3 separate regions of the Pan troglodytes genome follow, and regions 2 and 3 are each linked to region 1. A link is a contact called in public HiChIP or PLAC-seq data. All regions are on one chromosome and are shown on one strand. Each heading gives the region's core, a stretch centred on a gene start, on an enhancer-like site or on the middle of the called end of the contact. The rest is flanking DNA. Distances are from core to core; before and after follow the strand shown.

Region 1 (2,797 bases), core at 249-2,748:
AGACTGGATGCATTTTGGCATGGGGGGGTATCAGTCTAAGACACATCCTTCTCCCTCCTCCTAGAGCTGGAGCCTTTGACTTACCCTGTGGCCTGGGCTCCTCCAGCACTCAGATCTCTCCCTTCTCTCCTACCCTGCTAAGTTCCATGTTTGTCCCCATCCCTGGGGAACATTTTCCAAGTTCACTTTGGGACAGTCGAGCTCAAGTCTTGGCCTCGTCAAAGTATTAAATGTGGTGGTGTGAGTGGGAAAGGGAGCTGGGTCATGAGAACGGGAACCTTCCAGGTACCTGGGGGAGACAAGAGATCCTGGGGGAAGGGATTTCAGGGCCCCCACTTTCCCACTTCATCTTCCCCAGAATTGGCAGTGACCCTGGGTTTGCTCTGTTTACCGCGGCCCCTGTCCACCCAATAGATCGATTTTCACCCTTATCCCTAAATGCCATACCTCACAATCGCGCTTCCTAACCTTGGTGCGCGAGAGGAGGGGGCTAGGTTGTTGGAGGAGGTGAGTCCAAGTCCCAGGAAATCCAGCCCAGGATTTGGGAGAGAAATCCAGCCCTGGATTTTGCACCGCCCTCGCAGACATCGGTGCTGGTGGAGAAAAGGTGGGGGGGAGATAGGGTGGGGGGGCCTGGGGGCCGCCTCCTCCTCAATGTGAGGGGAGCGCCCGGACACAGCGCGCATCCGGACCAAGCCGAGCCCAGGCGAGGCCCCCGGACTCTTCGCCCGGATCTCACGCCCCTCCCCTCCCAGACCCCAGACCCGTGGGTTCCCACCCACCTCCCGTTCCCTCTTTCCTCCCCCGCCGCCTCCTGTATCTCCATCCCCAGCATCCTCCCCGCGCCCCTGCGAATCCCCCGCACGGCCAGCCCCACTAGCTTCCCACCCTCCTCTAGACCCTCTTTCCGACCGCATCCGCGGCTCCTGTCCCTTGAGTCCCAATTCCCCGCCCCTGCCTCCCCCGCACAGGTTCGTTTCCCCTAGCCTCCGCTCCCCTTTTCTGCTCCCTTTTCCTCTCTCTCCCCCATTTGCCCCCACTACTGTCCTCCCCTCCCTCCCCCACCCATCTCAGCGCCCCCACCCAGGCCGGGGTGGACGGTCCGGCGCGCCTCCCTGGAGCAGCACCAAGGTCCCGGGGCTCCAAGAGGGTGGGGGCGCAGGGCGGGGAGCATGGGGAGGGGGCGCCCCATGTGATGGGAGGGGGGCGCAAGCGGAGGCGGCGGAGGCGGCGGCGACAGCGGAGCCGGGCCGGGGGCTCAGCGGGGTCCGGGGGCTGGGGGCAGCGAGCAGGGCGGCCCCATGGCCGGGCCCCCCTGAGGCAGTCCGGGGGAGTCCCCTCCCCTCCCCAGCTCGGGGGTCTCCGGGCCCCATGAGCCGGGGCGCGGGCGCGCTTCAGCGCCGGACAACGACCTACCTCATCTCGCTGACCCTGGTTAAGCTCGAGTCGGTGCCTCCGCCGCCGCCTTCTCCGTCTGCGGCCGCGGCCGGCGCCGCCGGTGCCAGAGGCTCCGAGACTGGGGATCCTGGCAGCCCCCGAGGCGCGGAGGAGCCGGGCAAGAAGCGGCACGAACGTCTCTTCCACCGGCAGGATGCGCTGTGGATCAGCACGAGCAGCGCGGGCACCGGGGGCGCGGAGCCCCCAGCCCTGTCCCCGGCTCCGGCCAGTCCGGCCCGCCCAGTCTCCCCCGCTCCCGGCCGCCGCCTCTCCCTCTGGGCCGTCCCTCCGGGACCCCCGCTCTCCGGGGGACTGAGCCCCGACCCCAAGCCTGGGGGCGCCCCCACCTCCTCCCGGCGCCCCCTACTCAGCAGCCCGAGCTGGGGCGGCCCGGAGCCCGAAGGCCGGGCGGGCGGCGGCATCCCTGGCTCATCCTCTCCGCACCCTGGCACTGGCAGCCGGAGGCTCAAGGTGGCGCCTCCTCCGCCGGCTCCCAAGCCTTGCAAGACCGTGACCACGAGTGGAGCCAAAGCCGGCGGGGGCAAGGGCGCGGGTAGCCGCCTGTCATGGCCCGAAAGCGAGGGCAAGCCCAGGGTCAAGGGGTCAAAGAGCAGCGCTGGGACTGGAGCTTCGGTCTCTGCCGCCGCCACCGCTGCCGCCGCCGGGGGAGGGGGCGCTACAGCTTCGACCTCTGGTGGGGTCGGGGCTGGGGCTGGAGCCCGAGGGAAGTTGTCCCCTCGGAAAGGCAAGAGTAAGACCTTGGACAACAGTGACTTGCATCCGGGACCGCCTGCCGGCTCTCCTCCTCCGCTAACCCTCCCACCAACTCCGAGTCCAGCCACTGCTGTCACCGCTGCTTCCGCGCAGCCCCCCGGGCCTGCACCTCCAATCACTCTGGAGCCTCCAGCTCCGGGGCTGAAACGGGGCCGGGAGGGGGGCCGAGCATCCACTCGTGACCGCAAGATGCTCAAGTTTATCAGCGGCATCTTCACCAAGAGCACAGGAGGGCCTCCTGGCTCCGGGCCCCTTCCCGGACCCCCCAGCCTGTCTTCTGGCAGCGGGTCCAGGGAGCTGCTGGGCGCCGAGCTCCGCGCTTCCCCTAGTGAGTTGAGTCAGGGCTTGAGAACAGGGAGGGAAGGGTACCTGGAATGCTCAGCTTGGGGTGGAGGAGCGAGGTCCAGGAAACTAGGGAAGCTTTTCTCTGGGGTGGGCGGATGAACCAAGCTCACTCCTCTGCCAAGGATTGGGGCAAAGAATAGGAGTCCTGAAGCGGAGCGAGTAGCTGCATTGTGCGACAGGAGAAAGGACTTGATTTCAGAGGGACTCAGCCTCAGAGCTTTCTGGGAAAATAATGTCCTTG
Region 2 (3,128 bases), core at 606-3,105, 130 kb after region 1:
ACTTTTCGGATCACACGGGGACAGGCACAGCGACCCCCTTTGTGCACCCCCCGCATGGCGCCCGGGCCCCCCCGCGCCCCCCACCCGGGCCGGCCATGCAGGGGGAATCACGGGGGGCGGGGCGGGGACGGCGCCGGGCGCACACCCCCCCTCCCTCCTACCCCGGTCCAGGCTGTGGGAGGGGGGGAGGGAGGGGACCGGGAGGAGGTGTCCAGGGGTAGGCGGAAGTCTAGTCTTGAGGCGGGCTGGGGGCTCTAGAGAGAGAGAGGCGCGGGGCCCGGCCGCCGGGCTGGGCGGGGAGGGTTTCCGGAACCCTGTCGGTGCGGGGGCCTAGGGTCCAGATGTCCAGTGGAAGGGGGAGGGATGGTAGGGGAGGCTGGGCCGGGATGCGGCAGCCGCTCCAGCTGTCTCCGGCCTCTGGTTGGGGGTGGCTCTAGGCCCGGGCCGGGGAGGAGGCGAGGGCCGACCCCCGAGCCACTGGCGCTGTGCGGGTCCCAGCGGAGCGGCGAGCTGAATAACAGGCCTGGCCGCGGGGCCGCCACGAGGCGGGGCCTCTGCGGCCCAGCTCCGCCCTCTCCATCGCGTTCCCCCTCCTGCCTGCGCCGGGTTCCCGCCCCGATCGCCCCTCCCCCAGACACCACCACGTTCCCACTCCACGTCCCCAGCGCTTTTTCCCCTCCCCAGCCCGTGCTCCCCTGCCCCGGGGTCCCCCTCCCTCTCGCATCCCGGGCTCTGCGGAGGGCTGGGGTCGGGGTTCAGCCTGTCGGCAGGGTCTGCCCAGGTCTCCCCTTGGCCTCTGCGATGAAGGAGGACTCAGTGGATGGGGCCTTGGCCTGTGCGAAGATGTTCTGGGTTTGGGGCTGTCCCCGGCCGAGTGGACAGAGGCCCCCTGGTACGGGGTGCGTGTATGGGGAGTCTTTTGTGGGTGAACACAACCCAGATGCCGCCCTCTCTCAGGCCCCTTCTTTCCTCCAGGCCCCGGGACTCCAGCTAAGACTAATCGCCAATTAAGGCGAAGTCCTGGAGCCCGGGCTGGCGAGGGGCCAGGGGTGGGGCGCGGGGACACTCTGCCTGCGAGGGCTCGGGACCGACTGGGATGGGGGACACACATTGGACTCGAAGGCAAGAAGAGTGGAGGTCTCTGCGATTAAATGGGTCTCATGCAAATTAGATGCGAACTTTATGCTAATAAGAGTAGAATATTTTTGAATTCGCCACTTGGCGCAGGATAGCAAACTGTGCCCCACCCCACCCCCAGCTTCTTACCGGGCTGCAGAGCCCCGGCGAGGACCTCATGTTCGCGATCCCTTCTGTGATCTCCCTCCGTACGTTCAGACTCTGGCTCGGTACCCACCAACCCTAGAGGGCTTCTTCTCGGGGGCTGCGGGGACAGAACCACTGTAAGGAACCTGCCCTCCTAGGCAGCCCTGACCTCCCCCTTCCCCTTCTCCTACCTGTCAAAATCCACATTGTTATAAAAGGCTCGCCCAGAACGGGGCTATGGCCCTCGTAATAGAATTCATGTATTCCTGCGACTGCCCCGCAGAACTCGTTTTCGGATAAGTTGAGTTGTGGGTACAGCCCTCCTGAAGGCCCCGAAAGACCCCCGACCCCACCGCGAGCCCCCATTCTTACCCCCTCCTGCCCGGGGAGGGCGCATGCGCGCAGCATGCCCCCCATGACCCCCAGTATCCGGTCAGTGCGGCCAGGGGCGGGGCGGTCCGGGGGCTTCATACTGAACCCCCACCCTGCTCCAAGTTTCAGGGTCGAGGGGGCACTGAAGCTGGGGGGCTTTGAGGCCTGCGCGCGTCCGGGGAGTTGCTGCTGCGGAATCCGCCCCCTGCCCGGCTCCGCCCCCACTTCCACCCCAGCCAGACTTCGCAGAGTGGGTAGGGTTGTTTTCTCTACAACCATAGTTGAACAACAAAAAAACACCCTCTTAATACTAATTCCAACATCGAAGTGTGACCCAGGGTTTCTCAGTGTTACTACAGAGCCCGCTGGTGCATCCCGTTTCCCCAGGTCCTCAGGAGGCAGAGGGACTGGGAGTGCACGCAGGGATCACCCCATCATCCCCTCTCCCCTTTCCAGCAGGTCCCTCTCCCCACCCCACCCCCACCCAGTCCCTGGAAAAGAACGGGTGTGGCATAAAGAGTTGCATATTTTACTTTATTTTTATTAAATTAAAAGCTACAGTCTGGCAGCGATTCCAGAACAGGGTAAGGAGGTTCCTCACAGGGGTCAGAGAAGAGCGGAGAAAGACAGACTGACGGAGACTGAGACACAGGAGAGAAAGGACAAGGTTAAGGGAGAACTGTATCTGATGAACACACACAGCCGGCTCCATGGGGGGTGACGGGGAGCTCACATCAGCCCAATTTCTCCTCCCTGGCACCCGAAGTTCAGCGGTGGAGCAGTATGTGGGGGCGGTTAGGAATCAAGAGACCCTCCCTTCCCCACCCTAGGTCCTTTCTCGGCTTGGTCATGGAGCACAGCACATACCAGAAAAAGCCAAGGGCAATGGAGGGGCAGGGAAACCGGGAGTATATGTACACGGGGAGGGGAGAACAGAGCCTTGGAGGTCGGCCTCTGCCAGAAGGGAGTGGCTCACACTGCATTGAAACACTTGGCCAGTGGGGGATGGGGGAAGGGATTGCCCCCTCCCTCTCGGAACTCCCTTCCCAGTCAGACAGGTCCCCTACAGGTGTGGTGTGGGGGGCAGGGGGCAGAGAGGAGAAAGAGGCTTCTGCTGGGTCCTAGTAGAGGCAGACAGCAGGGGCCTTGGCAAAGGCGATGTCCTTCAGTCATCTGTGATACCCTTCGCTCTCAGCTCCTCTTGCACCCGGGTCAGGTAGGTGGGGTCTGGGTACCCAAACCTGGGAGCAAAGAGAAATGAGGGTGAGGGTTGTTAGCTGTTTGAACTTGCTATTATCCCCATGCTCACCCTCATTCTAGGTGGCTCAGACACCTCCCCACCTCCCCTAAGGGAGGACACCTCCAAATCCAAGATAATTTAGCCCAATTCTGCTTATTTTTGTAGGCTAAGCTGGGCACACCAGGACCAGGTTGAATGTAGGAGAAACTGAGATGGCTGAACAGTTTGGAAGTGGTTCTCTCCAGTTAGGAGG
Region 3 (2,934 bases), core at 346-2,845, 150 kb after region 1:
CCTGTTAAGCATCCCACAGGGAATGGATGAATCACCTGGAAGGTACATATGAGAGGCAGCCCTACCTCCATCAGCCTTCCCCATATCAAGTGCCTTCCACTGAATACTCACTAAGAGCTTACCACCCAGAGAGCCACAAATCCAAAAGAGATCCGACTGGCCACAAACAACATTCTTAATTTTTGGTTAAGAAATTCTTTACCACAAATTAAAAATGTGACAAAACGCGTATTCTTCCTCACAACTTCCATCTCCACAGCCTAGCCATGACTATATTCAAGAACGTTGATTTCGAAAATTTTCCGTGTCACATTCAAGATCACTGCATTTCTCCCACTCCAGACCTGACGGAAGATGGGCAATGGCTGTGCTTCTTTCAGCTGAGGTATCCTCAGGAAAGGGGATGGAGGTCTCCTTGGCCTCCTCCTGACTCCCAGAGCAGTTTCCTGCTTCAAAAGTTCACCACCATAGTGACCTCAGGAACAGAGCCCCTCAGCCTTCTCTTTGGTCAACAATCGCCACCACCTCTAGCCAGCGATAAGGATGCAGTTAAGACCAAAGGCATATATACATAAGTCCTGAGAGAGTGCAACTTCTAGCTCAGGGTGGGGTAGCTTCTCTAAAATGCTGTACCTCTGGAAGGGAAAGGAAGGGACAAGCAGGATTAGAAAGCCCAGGAAACCTGGAGCTTCCCCGAGACAAAACCAAGATTCAAAAGCCAAGGACCGGGGCTGGGAAGCAAGGTGGAAAGCAAAGTGAAAGAACCTTTTCATCCATCTACTCCCCTCGGCCCCTCACCCTCCACCTACACTCTCACCAACAACCACCCGAGAAAAAGCCACTCCCCCTAATGTCCTCCCCGCTTGCGCCCGGTCCTGGCCAGTCCGCGTAGCCTGAGGCTGAAGCTAGACATGGCAGGAAGGAGTCAAAGCACAGGGAGCTGGATTTCACGGGGGGAAGGTGGAACTAGAGTGGAGCAGTAAAGAACTGATGGGGAGAAAAAAGTCCACAGTCAGAAAACCTGCTGGGGGAACACCTGGGGTTGGTGGGCAGGGACCAAGACAACCCGGGGGAGGGGAGTGGCACTGCGTGGGGCTCCGGAGGCTGGAGGCTGGAAACAGGGACGCCTCGGAGCCGAGGGGTTTGGACAGGGCTGCGGGGGTCTAGGGCTGGTTCTCACCGAGTGGGCTACGCCCCACAGGAACACACCCACCAGCGGGTCGGCCGCCCGGAACACCTTCACCTTCTGCTGCACGAAATGCTTCTTCTTGGTCTTGGAGGCGAAGCCGAAACCTGGGCCGGGGCCTGCTGTCGCCGCCGATACCGTGGCTGGTGGGACCGAGGAGGACGCCATAGTCTCCCGCGCAACCGACCAAGTGGAAGCCGGAGCCGGCAGCTATCCAGGCGCCCGACCCCGGAAGCGGCGCTCACCTGCGCTGCTGTCACGTGACCGGAGGCCGGACAACGGACGCGCGAACAGAGCGAGGCAGGACGGGGCGGGGCGACGCTGGCCCCGCCCCCCGGCGCCTGCCTGCCTGCCCCAATGTCCGCTCAGTGTGTGGGCTCACCTGGCGTGCGGGATCCCTGTAAGCTGACGAAGCAAGCGGCCCGCGAGGCCCCTCGAACTGTCAACTAGGAGACCGTGGTGCGGCCTGGGCTGGCCTGATTGACTCCCAAGGTCTAGGGCTTCTTTGCTGCAAAGTGGCCGCCTTCCGGCTTTGCCCAGTTTCTAATGAGTAACCTCGGACCTGATGCTAATGCGAAAGCATTCTTACTGAATGGGGATTGGGAAGGGGAGGGTTTTGGAAACCCAAAATTCTTACCAGTGGTCTCAAGCGTCTTGAAATTCATTCATTCATTTAACAATGATTTATTGTGCACTTAGTTGTACTAGGTCCTGTTCTAGGGGCTGATTTTCCTTTTATTGAAGCAGGGAATAGGACAGTGACTGCCCCGAAGTAGTTGGGAGTCTAATGGCACTGGCTGGCCAATGGAGATCAAGTTTGCAGTATGCAAAGTATGAGCTATCCTAGAACTGTGTATGAAGCAAAGACAATGATACAAAGAAAGGAAGTGTAGCTGGTCAGGGAAGGCTTCAAAGAGGATAGAGACTTTACTGAGTTTGGAAGGGTGGATGGAGTTCAGGAATAGAGGTTAAAAGGCTGTCTAGACAAAGAGAACAGCATACAAAGACATGGAGACAAGAAAGAACGAAGCCGGGCGCGGTGGCTCACGCCTGTAATCCCAGCACTTTGGGAGGCCGAGGCGGGAGGATCACCTGAGGTTGGGAGTTCAAGACCAGCCTGGCCAACATGGTGAAACCTCGTCTCTACAAAAATACAAAAATTAGCCGGGCATTAGCCGGGCGTGGTGGCGTGAGCCTGTAATCCCAGCTACTCAGGAGGCTGAGGCAGGAGAATCACTTGAACCCAGGAGGCGGAGGTAGCAGTGAGCTGAGATCACGCCAAGCAGAGATCACGCCACTGCACTCCAGCCTGGGTGACAGAGTGAGACTCCATCTCAAAAAAAAAAAAAAAAAAAAAAAGCCGGGCATGTTGGCAGGTGCCTGTAGTCCCAGCTACTTGAGAAGCTGAGGCAGGAGAATCGCTTGAACCCAGGAGGCAGAGGTTGCAGTGAGCCCAGATCATGCCATTGCACTCCAGCCTGGGCGACAGAGCAAGACTCTGTCTCAAAAAAAAAAAAAAAAAAAAAAGCCAGATGCGGCAGCTCACGCCTATAATCCCAGCACTTTGCGGGGCCGAGTCGGGAGGATCACCTGAGGTCAGGAGTTGTGGGCAAAGGATTACCCAGGTGCCAAGGCAAGAGACTGAAGGCACAAACTGTTGCAGTATAATAAAGAAAATAGTTAGAATAAAGAGTAGTTACAATACAAATTAGATATAGAGATGATCATGGACAATTATCAATCATCAG

Evidence for each region. HiChIP or PLAC-seq counts read pairs in DNA pulled down with a chosen protein or histone mark.
Region 2: a contact with region 1 is called in an H3K4me3 HiChIP or PLAC-seq map of stem cell-derived excitatory neurons, with 2.4 times the contacts expected there. The contact joins the promoter of ARHGEF25 here to the promoter of TSPAN31 in region 1. A contact is called at or near these places in 2 of 7 Hi-C or Micro-C datasets (induced pluripotent stem cells and stem cell-derived neural progenitor cells) and 1 of 1 datasets of contacts at active chromatin or transcription factors (stem cell-derived excitatory neurons).
Region 3: a contact with region 1 is called in an H3K4me3 HiChIP or PLAC-seq map of stem cell-derived excitatory neurons, with 4 times the contacts expected there. The contact joins the promoter of PIP4K2C here to the promoter of TSPAN31 in region 1. A contact is called at or near these places in 1 of 7 Hi-C or Micro-C datasets (stem cell-derived neural progenitor cells) and 1 of 1 datasets of contacts at active chromatin or transcription factors (stem cell-derived excitatory neurons).

The regions. Positions count from the first base shown.
Region 1 is chr10:38,292,683-38,295,479 of NHGRI_mPanTro3-v2.0_pri, forward strand. It overlaps TSPAN31 (tetraspanin 31), which reads right to left and starts at 1,499. Exons shown (of 6, transcript XM_009425033.5): 1 at 1,417-1,499. The region is part of intron 1 of AGAP2 (ArfGAP with GTPase domain, ankyrin repeat and PH domain 2); the gene reads left to right.
Region 2 is chr10:38,420,386-38,423,513 of NHGRI_mPanTro3-v2.0_pri, forward strand. ARHGEF25 (Rho guanine nucleotide exchange factor 25) reads right to left here and starts at 1,856. Exons shown (of 16, transcript XM_001167786.7): 1 at 1,636-1,856; 2 at 1,267-1,381. The coding sequence starts at 1,734. It overlaps DTX3 (deltex E3 ubiquitin ligase 3), which reads right to left. Exons shown (of 7, transcript XM_063785535.1): 7 at 2,151-2,876. The coding sequence ends at 2,801.
Region 3 is chr10:38,439,662-38,442,595 of NHGRI_mPanTro3-v2.0_pri, forward strand. PIP4K2C (phosphatidylinositol-5-phosphate 4-kinase type 2 gamma) reads right to left here and starts at 1,596. Exons shown (of 11, transcript XM_009425058.5): 1 at 1,181-1,596. The coding sequence starts at 1,354.